Regions from separate parts of the Mus musculus genome. Here region 2 is linked to region 1. A link is a contact called in public HiChIP or PLAC-seq data. All regions are on one chromosome and are shown on one strand. Each heading gives the region's core, a stretch centred on a gene start, on an enhancer-like site or on the middle of the called end of the contact. The rest is flanking DNA. Distances are from core to core; before and after follow the strand shown.

Region 1 (7,653 bases), core at 2,865-5,364:
AGCTACGTAGTCGGCTTCACAGAGCAAGCTCCAAGTCTTATCATTTGTTCAGCAATATAACAAGGTATGCTTTCCACTTCTGGTGGAAGATCATTAGATGAGAGAATAAAGGGGGCTCTGAAAAGAACCCATGAACCTTTTCTTCTTGGTTCTCAAAATTTACCCCCCAAAATTAATAGGGAGATGTCAGCTAGGTGATTCATGCCAGAGAGTCCATTCTTAAGACATTGTTTGGCAATGGTACTCACCCAGGAGAAAACACTCCTCCCAACTGAACAATCTTTCCCTACGAGCTACACCTCTGCAACGCTTGTGAGTTACAAAGGTGTTTGATATGATGGCAGAAACCTTTGCAGACCTCTGGGTTTAATGTTAATAGGTTGGCGTTACTTGTGAAGAGCTCAGGTTACCTGGGTTTTGGACATTCTGTTTCATGACCTATAAACCATCAGGGCGTGTTCTCTGGGAAAATGTCTCCTGCAGACACACTAAATGAGAAGGACACCAACAAACCATGGCCAGGGCTGAACGTAGAACGTTTCCTGCATGCCAAGCAACAGGAAACGAGTGCTTTCCTGGGCACTCCCGTCTCTTCCCAGGCTTTGCAAGCAGGGCAGAGACAGAAGGAAGAGCAGAGCAAGAATGCAGTGGTGATGCTGATGCTGATGCTGATGCTGATGCTGATGCTGATGCTGATGCTGATGCTGATAAAGCCCAAGTACCAGAAGAGGCACTCAGAGGAGGTCTCTCTCTAGGGGAACAGCTAGCAACAACACAGAAACGTCCTTGTCTTAAAGGCCTATGACTCCACATACTGATGGAGTAATTCCCGTGTTAACAGAGCAGAGTCTAGTTAGCTGAGCAGCCGGCGATTCTGGGTTGTAATAGAAAGCAGGGGACAGGAGGTGTCCAGAGAGCCACAGACCAGCATTTCTATAACAAAGGGTGCAAGATGCCATTCAGGGGGTGAGCTTGAAGATCTATTAAGTTACTTAGGCATTCATCCGCATATGGCCACCTCTGGACCACACCTTCCATGTGCTGACCCTGAGGAAACATGTCCCAGAAAAGCCTGCCTCAAGGATACTAGCCTCTTCTTCATCAGCTGATGCTTCAACTCCAACTGACAAGCGCTCATTGTTCCAGGAAAGCAAAGGTTTCATTTTTGTGGCTTTTAATTCACAATACCACAAGAATAATCACAGTTTAGCTGTGTCTGGGGAATGGCGGCCCCACTGTCTGGTGATGATATTACTTCGTAAACAATCATGTCTTCTGTTTCCTGTATTATCTTCCACTTTTACTAACCTTGGGCATGGGTGTTTGTCAGAGTTGCTTTCCTAAGTTCATTTAACGCTCTTCTGGGTGCCCGTCCTGGCTAGTTTTATGTCTGCTTGATACAAGCTGGAGTCATTTGGGAAGAAGGACTCTGAATTAAGAAAATGCCTCTGCAAGATTTGCCAATAGGCAAGTCTGTGGTGCATTTTCTTAGCCTTGGGGATTGATGGGAGGGCCCAGGCCAATGTGGGTGCTGTCATCCTTGGGCTGGTGGTTCTATAAGGAAGCAGGCTGAGCAAGCCACAAGGAACAGGCCAGTAGCCAGCATTCCTCTGTGGCCTCTGCATCAGCCCCCCACTCCCTTGGGCTCTGACTCAGCTTCCCTCAGGGATGGATTTGTATGCTGTAAGACGAACTAAACTATGCGTTGCTTTTGGTCACAGTGCTTCATCGTAGCAATGCAGTGGTAAACTTTTAACAATAGTTAAAAGTATTGTTCCTGTTCTCAAGATGGGCAACACAGTGTGGGGAGTCTAGCATGGTGGGAATGTATTCTGAGGGGCGCTCTCAGTGTCCAGCTCCAGCAGCTCCTGTCCAGCTCCGGGCCACAGAGCCCACTAGCCAGCATTTATCCTCTTCAAAGCTTCTAGCTTTCTCTCTCTCTCTCTCAACTTCCAAATAGCCTAACTTCCTATGGGTTGATTAATCTGGTCAAAGATTAGCCTGTTACTCATTATGGCCTCAGACATAGGCTAATAATAATAATAATAACTTTTTTCAAAATGTTATCTTATTGTTTATATTTATTATAGAGGTAGTTCATGATTATCAAAGAGATGATAATCAAGAAGGTTAAAATCTCCTTTAAATCTGTAACTCAGAAATAATGGCTACTGACATACTGGCCTAAACTAAAAGATGAAAAAATATTTTGAGATGGGTCTTGCTAGAATTTATGGCTCAGGCTGACCTTGAACTGGGGATCATCCTGCCTTGGCCTGCTGAGCGCTAGGATTGTAGCTGTGTGCCAGCACGTCTAGCAAAAATGATAATGATTATTACTAGTCCAGGCTGGCCACAAACTCATATTTGATCTACTTGCATTTTCTTGTGTCCACTCTTATGTGGGTTATGGATATATGCAACCACATAAGAAATAAATCCTAAATATGATGATTTTTTAAATAACTTGGGTCATGGTGTTCATGCAAACTTCTTTTTCTTGATACATTTCAGGAAGTACAGATATACATCATTCGTTTTCACTGCTGCATAGTAGTTCTTTATGTGAAGCATGAACTTCTTATATTTATTCATATATATTTATACCTTTTTATTAAAATATATGTACAGATAAAGACATTTTAATTTAGTACTCTCATTGGTAAGCAACTCTGGTTTTATGTCATATTTGTCTTCATCTTTGTCCATTTTGTCCTGGAACTGGAGAAGTAGGACTGTGTGCTTTAAATACATAGTTGTAAAACATCCTCAGAGACTTTGAACCAGTTCATAATCACAGCCTCGTATAGGAGGACCGGCTTCTGCGTCCCCCTGCCCTGGTAGAGTTGTTTTTATTATGTGTATTATATGTGTGTGTGTGTACATGTGTATATGCATAGGCATGTGTATGTGCACGCATGTATGTCGACCAGAGTTCAAGGAGTGATGTCTTCCTCAGTTGCCTTGCTCTTTGAGACAGTCTCTCACTAAACCAGGAGTTTGTAGAGTCAGCTAAACTGCTGGGGTCCACCTGTCTCTGAAGCTAGAGTTCCAGGGGTCCCCCTGCCTCTGCCCAGCCCTACACCCTCCAGTGCTGAGTTTATAGAGTGTGCTATTGCAGCTGGCTTTTACACGGGGGCTGGGGGCTTAATGTGTGTGTGGCAGGCACTGAGCTCTCTCCAGCCCCCACAAGGGAGTTGTAAATCATATTATCTTTTCAGTATGGCAGGTAAAAAGGGTCATTTGTCTGCAATTTATGCAAAAACTGAATGCTACAGTTGCTAATGACACTTTCCGTGCACTTGTTTGCCTGCCCCCTCTCTCCTTCCCACCTCCCTCCCTCCTTCCCTGTTTCCCCGCCCCCCCAGTGTGTGTGTGTGTGTGTGTGTGTGTGTGTGTGTGTGTGTGTGTGTGTAAAACAGATGTTGACATTAAGTATCTCTGATGGGCTCAGCACACTTCTGCTGTGCCACTCTGCTGTTCATGTGTGGCCCAGGCTGGCCTTGAACTCCTGATCCTCCTGCCTCTGCCTCCTTCAGCAAATCCTACCAGTAATTCACCACCACATGTGTGAAGTCCCAGGTTCATTCCCCAGCATCTCCAAGCAGCCATAAATTCACTCCACCCCGTGCCCCACCTCCCCTCCGCCCCCAGAGCCCCCAGGGACTATACCACCAACCAAAGAGTACACGCAGTGGGACTCATGGCTCCAGCTGCATATGTAGCAGAGGATGGCTTTATCTGGCACCAATGGGAGGGGGCCCTTGGTCCTGTGAAGGCTCAATGCCCCAGCATAAGAGAATGCTAGGGACATTGGGGCGAGAGTGGGTGGGTGGGTGAGGGAACACCCTCATAGAAACAGTGGGAGGGGGCATGGGATAAGGGGTTTGCAGAAGGGAAACCAGGAAAGGGGATAACATGGGAAGTGTAAATAAACAAAATAACCAATAAAAATTTTAAAAAACAAAAAAAGTATCTCTGATGGCAACTTATAAGTGGTTCTTCTCTTTTTATTGTCTGTTTACAGTATTTTCATGATACAAATTAACTGTGTCATAAAAGCCTGCCCAGATGCGCTCGGCTGTGAAGTGTTTCTGTAGAACAATATGCTTTACACGCTGAGAGTGATGATGCAGAAGCTGCTTCGTAAGCAGCAAAAACACCAGGACCCCAAAAGAGAGTGCCTCTGAGTAGCCTCACGGGCCACCACGGAACAAGGATGAAGACATATCACTTGAAATGCTTTGTAGTTCTGAAAACAATGAATATGAATCCTATGATCCAGCAACTCAACACAGGGGTATGTACTGAAAAGAGATGAAAAAAAAAACTGTCCCATAAATACGAATACTGATAGTGCCAGCACCCTTAACAACACTAACCAGTAGGGACAATCTCGCTGCCTATCAGCAGACAGCATGAGGCAATCTAGACACTGAAGCACTAATCTAGCCACAGAAAGGAACAGGCTACCATATGTGTTATGAGAGAAGTGAATTTCAAACGCCGAGGGAGGGGAGGCAGACTCAGAAGGAAACTGTTGACCAAAGGTTTCCTGAAAAAAAATGTGGACACGGAAAGGAAGCCCTGGCTACAGATGTGTGAGTGGACACGGGGGCGCTCCAGGGAACCCGGAGTGACAGAAATGCTGATGAAGGAAGTCATAGGTGATGACCTGCTAACTCTGCTCATGTACTTAAAGACACTTAGTGTACAGTTAATGTGGGGGGAACTTTATGTGTGTTTATATCTAAATTAAGATGTTCTTTAAAGACTCTAAAAATACATCCTTTCAAATGAATAAGTGAAAGGACGAAGCCGAATGACAGAGTGTTTGCTCTGCACTTACAGGTCCCTTAGCTTCCCGACACTGTGACAGTTACAGTCGTAGTCATCTCAGTAATATAAAAAAAACAAAGCTTTTACTAGAAGTTGTTAAATTCACATACAATTGCTGAAATCTCCCCACATTTTTCTTTCCAGTTATCTACTCAATCCTTTCATATTAACATCTGATAAATCTTAGCATGTTTCCATTTTCTTAATTTGTAGATTATAAAAACTGATACGTGTGAAACTGAACCACTGGTCCCTTCTCTGCGTCTGGCAGAGGCACAGTTCTAAGTGGGGCCTGAGAAATGCAGAGCAACCTGGTCAGGCCAGAGTTCCCAGAACAAGGCCATGAAGGATTTTGTTTCTACTTCTGTTGTTGTTTGGAATAACTAGAGGTGGTCTCCAGATAGTGAGGGAAAGGGATGGCTTTGCACATTCTTTTAGAATCTAGTCACTTCTATCCAGGTGGTGTGGCTAACCTAATTTCCTGATGAGTCCCAGGGAGCCTGTCTCCATAGCAACCTTTATGAAGGTTGCCTCTTCCACTTCCTTAGGGACACCTGGCTTTGCCAAGGATGCTTCTGTGGAGGAGACACCCTGCCACATTTCCCGAGTTACAGATGTTCACCTATGTTTTATCAGTTGCTAGTGATCGCTTGTCAATGTTCAGTTGGCTATGACACAGTGTGTTGAGTCCCCAGCACTCAGTCTTCCTCCTTCCTTTCGCTGTTATGACCTGGAAGTATTGGCAGGAACACTCGGCCGTCCTTGTTAAGTGTTGTACGAGGACTATACAAGAGATTTGTTCACCAGACAGAAGTGACGTGAGCAGCCCTGGCAGCCGTGGTGCCCATGAACTGAACTGGGTTCACCTGCTTACTTGGCAACCAGTTTGCCTACTGAGCTATCTCTCAAACCCACTAAAAATAATGACTTAAAAATATTGAACTTTAACAACAGTATGAACTAACCAGTACCCCCAGAGTTCCCAGGGACTAAACCACCAACCAAAGAGTACACATGGAGGGATCCATAGCCTCAGCTGCATATGTAGCAGAGGATGGCCTAGTTGGTCATCAATGGGAGGAAAGGCCCTTGGTCATGTGAAGGCTCAATGCCCCAGTGTAGGGGAATGCCAGGGCCAGGAAGAGAGAGTGGGTAGGTTGTGGAGCAGGGGAAGGGGAGTGGGGACAGGGGGGGCTTGGAGGGGAAACCAGGAAAGGGGATAACATTTGAAATGTAAATAAAGAAAATATCTAATAAAAAATTTAAAAATTGAAATTATTGAAACTTTAAAATTATGAAATGCCATAAAAGGCATTTCAGAAGAAATCAATTATATTGCTAAAAGGCTCTAGTCACAGAGCTGTCTTTGGTCTTATTTTAAAGGCATCTGGATGGCATCTACAGTTCCATCTTGATCGAAATGCCTGTGAGTTAATTTTTCTATTTAGTACATGAGAGATAAGAATTAATAAATCTGCAGAGACCACAGCCAAACATTGGATGGAGCTCAGAGAGTCTTGTGGAAGAGTTGAGAGAAAGATTGAGGGACCTGGAGGGGATAGAACTCCACAGGAAGAGCAACAGAGTCAACAAACCTGGACCCCTAGGAGCTCTCAGAGACTGAGCCACCTACCAAAGAGCAGACACAGCTGGACCTGGGCCCCCAGCACATACATAGCAGATGCAGCCTGGTCTTCCTGTGGGTCCTGAACAACTGGAGCGTGGGCTATCCCTAAAGCCATTGCCTGTCTGAAATCTGTCCCCCTAACTGGGCTGCCTTGTCTGGCCTCAGTGGGAGAGGATATACCTGGCCCTTCAGAGACTTGATGTGTCCAGGAGGGCCCACTCTCTCAGAGGAGAAGGGGAGGGGAGAATATGGAGAAGGACTGTGTGAGGGGGGTCTGGGATGAGGGGGCCAGTGATGGAGATGTAAAATGAATAAACAAACAAATAAATAAATATATGGAAACATCAGTCAATCATTGATAATGTTTACACTTATAATTAATTGTGTGTGTGTCGATGTTCTCCATTATTTCTGGCTGAAAGAGTAGACGCTTAGAGACAACAGCCTTTCTCCACATCAGGGCTTGGACATCAGGCTAAGCATCCTGCAAGTACATCTCTTCCACCCCACTCAGGAGGTAACACTTCTTAATCAGTCTCTCACAGCCGTACTGTCCTCTACCCAGAACCAGGCACTTATAGGGACCTCCACAGAACCAGAGCCCCCAGAGTCAATCTAACCAAGCCTACACCTTGCCCTTTCGAGACAACTTCAATGAAGGTCACAGTCCAAGTCCTCCCTTTGTTCCTGACCTTTGGACTCTGGAGCCATGAACCCCTGGTGCTGTCCCACATGGCCTCCAGGAGCCTCCTGTTTCTGAGACCTGTGAGCAGAAAACACTTTGCTATACTGAGACTATCCATGGCTCCTCTGTGGCTGTACCTGAGGGACTGTTACATGAAAGAGCACAGAGCACAGGCTGAAGGTGCTAGGATCCCATGGAGAGCGACATGACACTGCACAGATGGAGAGCAATAGGCCACTGTACATATGGAGAGTGACAGGCCACTGCATGTAGGGAAAGCAACATGATACTGCACGTATGGAGAGCAACACAGCACTCACTGCACATATGGAGAACAGTGTGACACTGCACATACAGAGAGTGACATGCCACTGTACATATGGAGAGTGACATGACACTGCACATGTGGAGAGCGACATGACACTGCACATATGGAGAGTGACATGACACTGCACATATTGAAAGACACATGCCACTGTACATATGGAGAGCAACAGGCTAC
Region 2 (7,653 bases), core at 2,230-4,729, 110 kb before region 1:
AACCAACTGTCCAGAAATGGATGAAGCCCGGCAGAAAAAAATGCTCAGGCATGACTGCGCACAAGACTCCAAGGGGGTGTGGAATTTGCAGGAAAAGGGCTCCTCATTTTGTTCTCAAATTGGAGTCTAAACATAGGTCCCATATAAGCAAGTGTGCACATGACTGACCAGCTCTTCATGCTGGGCCAGCATCTCTCCCCTCATTCATTTTTAGGCTTCTGGAGGAAAATGTGTGCTGCTTCTGTTAAAGCTTTGGAGATAAGAGAGCTCCTGCGAAGGCAGGCTTCAGAGTGGCTTGTCAACTGATCTCTGTGCTATACACAGTGAACACTATTAACAGCGTCTGTTAAAATGCTTCCATTCCATGTCATGAAATGGGACTTGAAAGCATTTAGGATAAATGACCTAGTGTTAGGAGCCAAGCATTGACACCAAAACTTAAAGTCTCAATTGTTATTAGTTTGTCCTACTTTGGAATGTCTAGAACATAAAATGTTAGCACCATCTATTTGGTCCCAAGCCTATGTGAACTTTCAGTTTCATCTATTTTTCCATATACATGGCTGCTTTATCCAACTTATTTGCCACTTCCTCAAGGACCAAAATATGTCCTTCAATTATTTACAGTTCTGTTATTAGTTTAGGAAATAATGACAATGATGATTATAAGTGTCTGTCCCTGTTCCTGCTACCACCTTTGTCATAGATAACCCACTGTACTTCTGGAATGTTGTCAGACATGGAAGTGTCACTACTAACACATACACATACCACATGCACATACATATGCACACACATCACACACGTACACCACACACATACACCACCCATGCACATACACACCACACACAAATACACCACACATACACACACATACACCACACATGTACACACACACAAACAGACACATACACATGCATCAGTCTCTACCCTCTTACCTGTGTGCACCTGACAAGCCTAGGGCTAATAGAAGCCCTCCGAGGGCCTTACTCAGATCTGAATGATCTTCCTTGTTCTGCTCATGCTGCTTCAGACTCGGCCTTCATGTCGCCTCTGCTCCTTGTGAAACTCCATGTCCCCATCATTTTCTCCTGTGACCATCACCCTGCTTGTTCATTGATCCTCAAGCCTGCATACATCATTAAACAGCATCTTGTCTCTATTCCTCCCCACGGTCCTTCCAGAAGACAGGGCAGTGTGTCACATTTACTCAACAAACATTTACGAGTGCAATACCCCAAAACCTAAAGTCCCAGTGTACTTTTCACTTCTAGGCTAAAAATCTATGTCGATTATATAGACTCTATAATTATACTGATTATATAAATTATATATGATTATATTATAAATGATTATATTATTTATAAATGATTATATTAACTATACTGATTATATAAATCGGTAGCTTGTTGCTAAATGCCTCCTGTATTGCAAAGAGATCCAAGACAGATTTCAAAAGGAAGTTTCCCTTTCCAAAATTGCTTTTGTATCTCAAATGTTATTCAGGAACACGGCAACAGTATCACCTGAGGTGAACAGTATCTTTTTTACAAGTGCGCGCGCGCGCACACACACACACACACACACACACACACAGAGTATTTAAATTACAGCAACTGCTAATGATAACACTGTGTCTTCTAAACCGCTGGCACTTCTAATTAAAGCTTTTCCTGTCTCGTTTCATCGAATTTAGCTGTTAAAAAAAAAACAAAACAGCAAGGCAGATCAATAAACAGCAGTGGTCCTTCTCTTAAGCCTAGCTTCTCAGCATAAATCATGTTGGTGCTTTAGACTGCTGGGGTTAGTGACTGTGAGTTACTGTTTCCAACAATCTGATAAAAGAGACAGGGAATGAGCCCAGGAGCTCAGGTGCCTATGTTGAATGGGTATGTGCTCACATATGCAAAAGGAAAGCTGACTTACTCAGCCTTACATCATTTAAGAGAGCTGGAAGGAAGCGTTTGGAGGAGACAGAACTAGTACTCACAGAAGTAATTACTACTACAGAGGTAATGGGGGAAATTTCTAATCCACAGATCTCAAGTGTATCTATTACAGAAATGAGAACTACAAAAATCAGCACGAAGGATTCTAAACAAAGCAAACAAACAAACAAACAAACAAACCAGCAAGAAACAAAAGCTGCCCTATGACCCACCTGGCCATATATACCCAGTGGTTCCATATTCTAGCACAGAGATTTGTTGTACATATTCATTGCTGTTCTACTCAGAATGGCCAGGGAGTGGACTCAGCTTGGATGCTCATCAACAGGTGAATGGATAATGAAAATGTGATACATGTGCAGAACAGAATTTTACTAATTTGTAAAGAAAAAGGAAATTATAAAACTTGAAAGATAAAAATCCTCCTACTCTCTCATGTATATAAATATAGGTGGAGCCTAAAAAAACTAGAAGAGACAGACCAAGCAAAGGTGAAGAGAGAGACAGAGGAGATGGAGAGATGGCTAGCAGCTCTCCCAGTACTGCAGGGCTCTGTTCTCAGCACCTACGCGCTAGCCCAATTATCAGTAACTCTACTTCCAGGGATAGCCTCATAGGGAACCACACGTGCATGCGGTCCCTAGAACATCCATGCAGAAAGAACAGCAATACGCATACAATAAATTAATAAAATCAAATAATACATGTGTACAATATGGAAATGAAATTAGTAGAAGAAGCTCCTAAAAGGAAAACAGGGTGCCTAACACAGAGTAATAGAATAGGAACTATGCAGTTTTAGAAAAAGGTTTATATTCATTATTTTAAATTGTATCTCTGCGTGGGTGTGTGCACATGAGGACAGCGCTAGGGAAGCCAGAAGCATTGAGTTCCAAGGAGCTCAGCTACAGGAGTATGTGAGCCATCTGCTGTGGGTCCTGCTGAGTTCAGGACTTCTGCAAAAGAAATATGTGTTCTTCACTCCCAAGCCTGGAACTATGGGGTCTGATTAAATTAAAATAGTGGCAATTATTCCATAAATTCCAATTAAATAAAAGATGTTTGAGGATGTTTACCTAAACATTAAAAAAAAAAAAAACCCTGAAATTTTGAAATTTGGGTACATGGCAAAAATTTCATTTTACTTTATAATTAAAATTTATGATTATTATGCTAAGAATAAAATTAATTGATAGTTGTAATAACATAGTATAGACATTTCTAGGAATGGAACTAACCCAATCTAAAAATACTTATTTGTAAGGTAAACATTTTTTTTAACATTTTAGTTTGTAATGTAAATAAAGTTTATTTCCTGTTATTTTTCACTCACTCATTAATCTCTATAGGGATCCAGTTAAGTCACCAAGTTTGTTTCCTTTTGATACATGCTGATGTAGCAGACAACAGCAACAGAGCATGTGGTATGACTCGTTCAAATTACCCAGCTAACCACGCACAGTCAGCTGGGGATGGAACAGAAAGGCCTGACTCACTATGTTGTCTTCCCAAGTTGTGAAATCTTCCTTCTTCCTGTTGACAAATCTGGCTTACTCACAGATACGACCTAGCAGAGCGCTAAATATGACACGAGACAGAAGTGTAGCATGAGGCCCTATCAGCTTCCCCTATGAAACTCATAGCGTGTGGTCTTCCCTGAACACAAGGAAATTGGGCCCTCACCAAAAGGCAGGCACTACTGCAGGACTGAAACTCTGAGCAGATGTTAGAAGGTGAAGAAGAAGAAAAAAAACTTTCTTAAAAATGCTATTTACTAGTAGCATACAAGTGCGAATAACTTGCAAAATAAATCCATTTTTCTTGTTTCTGGCATGTGTATGCTGTGGTACACATATGTGTATGTATGCATGGTACACATATGTGTATGTACATGTGTACATGAATCCCTGTGCATGGGACTGATTTGTATCTCATATATAGAGGCAGGGCCTCTCACTCGAACCCAGAATTCACCCCTTCAACTAGTCTGGCTAGCCAGGATCCTGGTCTCTGTGGTTACAGGTAGGCCACCACATCTGCCTGGCACTATGTGGGCTCTGGGGATCCAAACTCTGCACTTACCATCTCACAATGTACTTCTGTAAGAAGCAAACTAGCTGGGCATGGCGGCTCATACCTGCAACAGAAGCACCTGGGAAGCCGAAGCAAGAGGCAGTACAAGTTCTAGGCCAACCCAGACCTTGTCTAAAAATCAAATAAATCAATAAACAAGAAAGAGCAATTGACACATCAAAAAAAAAAACCAAAAAAAAAAAAAACAAAAAAAAAAACAAAAACAAAAAAACCCTCTTTCTTCCAAACCTAAATCAAAATAAGACCAAAAAAAAAAAAAAAAAAAAAAAAAAAAAAGGAGAGAAAGAGAAAAGAAAGCATAGATTTTTTTTTTTTTCTCCCAAAGGTTAGACCCTAGTTAGATTACACTTGAATATCTGTTTCTGCCATGGTTAAATCAGAAAAGCTCTGATCAGGTCAACTTATACTGATCACCTCATAGGGAAAGCATTCTAAATAATCAATTTATTTTCTTCTTGCTCCTGACCTTTACCATCTGACACCTGCCACTAAGTATATTCTATATGTTATACATACCATATATGTGTGTTATATAAAATACATGTTATTATACATACTATATAATACAAAATTTATAACACATGTTTTCTTGTTTATATATTTTTTCTCATTTATATGAAATATATAACATATACTTTATCTATAGTTATATAAAATATATAACATACTTTATATATAGTTATATAAAATATATTTGCATATAGCCTCTCTTGCTACTTGCTCTTGAATTTCATGTCTTCCTATCAACCTTTCACTGATTTTGTGCTCGCCTGGCTGAATTCCATCCATTTGTCCTGTGTGTTCCCATTGAACCAGGAGGTTATAGCCCAAGATCTAAAATTATGATCTTTTTGAGAGCCGGCACTGGGGTGATGTGTGTGGCCTATTATTTGCAGTTGGCTCAGCCTGATCAGCGTGACTGGCATTCTGAAATATCCTGTTTCTCTAGGATGTGATCCCTACTGGGGGTTCTAGGTTTGAGCATCAGATCCTTCCCTTCGCCAAAATGTGTGTTTTCATGGTTTGGAGGAGACGGCTCAATTGGTAATATGCTTGCAGTGCAAATATGAAGACCTGAGTTCTGTTCCTCACACCCATATACAAGGTTGGGTGTGGCAGTGCACATCTGTAATCCCACCCCTGAGGAGGTGGGGACAGGCAACTTCTTGGCACTTGCTAACCAGCCAACCTAGCATAATCAGCAAGTTCAGTGAGAGATCCTGTTTCAAAAATATTAACATGGAAAGTGGCTCTGGCCTCTACACATATCTACACATATGTGTGCACACACACATAGACACAAACATACATGCACACAAAATAAAAATAAAGTGTGAATTTTCAAAGGCTATTATTATTCATTTTTATTTTTATTTTATTTTTTTATTTTTTTTATTTTCTTGAGATAGAGCCTCACTATAATAGTCCTTGCTGCCCTGAAACTTTCCATGTAGACCAGGCTGGCCTCAAACTCACAGAGATCCTTCTGCCTCTGCTTCCTGAATCCTGTGACTCACCTGCCACCACACCTAACTGGAAGTATTATTTTACTCTAGCGACCCACAGCACACTTTGTCCAGAGCTGGGCCTGGTTTTTAGGTCAGGAGGACTGTTGTGACAGACAAGCCCCAAGTGTGTCTGAAGCCAGTCAAAGCTGCAGGACAGAGGTTTGGTCAGCTAGACTCTGCCTCAGGTTTGTGGGACACAGGTAGAACAACCACACTCAGAGAAGGTGTGTGACATAAAGTGGGAGAAGAGTAAAATCATTCCTCTGCTTCACAACCTGCTCTGGGCCCACTCTGGTTCTACCTTTAGTAGATGCAATGACTGTTACACACTTTATATACGATATAGAGCATAGTATATAGTATACAGTGTAGTGTATAGTGTACAGTATAGTATATAGCATAGAGTGTATAGTATATAGTATAGTGTATAGTATACAGTATATAGTGTACAGTATATAGTATACAGTGTAGTATGTAGTATATGGTATATGGTGTATAGTGTACTGAATACAGTATATAACATATAGTATACAGTGTAGTATTTAGTATTATAGTATACAGTATAGTATATAGTATACAGTGTAGTGTTATAGTATATGGTGTATAATATATAGTATACAGTGTAGTATGTAGTTTATGGTATATGGTGTATAGTATACAGAATATAATATATAGTGTACAGTATAGTATATAGTGTAGTATTTGGTGTATAGTATACAGTATAGTATATAGTATACAGTGTAGTGTGTACTATACAGTGTATCATATATAGTACACAGCATATGATATATATTATGTAGCAAGTTATTATACAATGTACAAATATTATGTTTCAATTTAAAAAACCAGCCCAGAAAGCCAAGTAAAAGCCATGTCACAGAGGTGCTTCTTACATAAATGCCTGCAGAAAGTCACTGCTTAATTATCCCAATACTAAGAGTAAATCATGACCAACTATATTTATTTGCCTAAAACTCAACTCCACTTGTCAAAACAAGTCAAAACGAAGAGAAAGAACGGGCTTTGAAAACATTTTTTGCAGACAGCTGCCATCTGTGTCCATGGGACCCTGAAAAGCCTGCTCATGCAAGCTTTCGTCCCGATTCTTGTCTTCTGTTTTATCCTTCCCACTTGTAATTTGCCTTTTGCAGCGGCAAAGCTTTCTCTCTTAGCAGGTAATAGCACCTTTTTAAAGGCAGGGCAGGGTCATTGGAATCTGAAGTTTTCTGAAGCAGCAAAATAGAGGAAGTTGTCATGTGTTAGTGAGAGCTGTCACTCCCTCTAAACCATTTAATTAAGACGCGTGTTTATACTACTCCCTATGTTGGGTATGTGTTTGTGTGTGATGAGTGTATGTGTATGTGCACATGTGGTGCTTATGTGTGTATGTGTGTGTGTGTGTATGGCGTTATGATGTGTATGGTATATTTTTGTGTATGGTATATGTATATGTATGGTATGTGTATGGTGTATGTGTGTATATGTGTATAGTATGGTTTGTGTACATGCATGTTTGTGCATGTGCCTGTGTTCATTCCAGCTCAGGATTTATGTATTTCAGGCAAGCATTCTATGTCTGAGATATGACCACAGCCTACATCTGCTTCTTGACCCTCACAGACAAAGCCAGAAGTTATCTAGTACAGTCAGGTGCCCACCTTCCAACCTTGGGCTTTAAAAGGCCAGTATTAGGAAACAGCTTATGTGGAGGTACAGAGAGACAGTCCCTTCTTCCCTCATGGCCAGTGGCTCTACCTCCACACTCCTCCTCCATTTATCTACACTTTATCAATGATTCATGTACAAGAAATGCTGTCCCCATTACCAAGCATTAAAAATGTGTTTGATTCAACAATAATAAAATAGTTGCTGTAAAATTCTAGGGCAATTTAAGTAATGATTTCACACGCTTAAAAGACTTTTATGGGGGGGAGGGGAGGACGGAAGCTCTTTCTATGTCTTTAATATGTTTTGTTATCTTTTGAAAAGGGGCTGTCTTAGAATTTTATGGCTGTGAAGAGACACCATGACAACACCAAGTCTTATTAAAACAAAACAAAATGAAACAAAAACCAAACCAAACCAAAACAAAACAAAACAAA

The links. HiChIP or PLAC-seq counts read pairs in DNA pulled down with a chosen protein or histone mark.
Region 2: a contact with region 1 is called in an H3K27ac HiChIP or PLAC-seq map of the HPC-7 cell line, with 5 times the contacts expected there. The contact joins two enhancer-like sites. A contact is called at or near these places in 3 of 15 datasets of contacts at CTCF or cohesin (CD8 T cells, the NIH/3T3 cell line and large pre-B cells), 3 of 484 Hi-C or Micro-C datasets (bone marrow-derived macrophages, embryonic fibroblasts and nephron progenitors), 5 of 115 datasets of contacts at active chromatin or transcription factors (the HPC-7 cell line, bone marrow-derived macrophages, embryonic fibroblasts and 2 more) and 1 of 9 other capture datasets (bone marrow-derived macrophages).

Annotation. Positions count from the first base shown.
Region 1 is chr17:71,053,377-71,061,029 of GRCm38.p6, reverse strand. All of the region lies in intron 10 of Myom1 (myomesin 1), which reads right to left. Among named protein-coding and RNA genes, the nearest start is that of Myom1, 38 kb to the right of the region's middle. Within about 2 kb of position 4,114, at least 10 of the 459 cell types and tissues checked have an H3K27ac peak or open chromatin away from gene starts, as enhancers often do. A contact at or near this core is called in the HPC-7 cell line, where this site is marked.
Region 2 is chr17:71,160,992-71,168,644 of GRCm38.p6, reverse strand. No RefSeq gene overlaps it. Among named protein-coding and RNA genes, the nearest start is that of Lpin2, 19 kb to the left of the region's middle. Within about 2 kb of position 3,479, at least 94 of the 459 cell types and tissues checked have an H3K27ac peak or open chromatin away from gene starts, as enhancers often do. A contact at or near this core is called in the HPC-7 cell line, where this site is marked.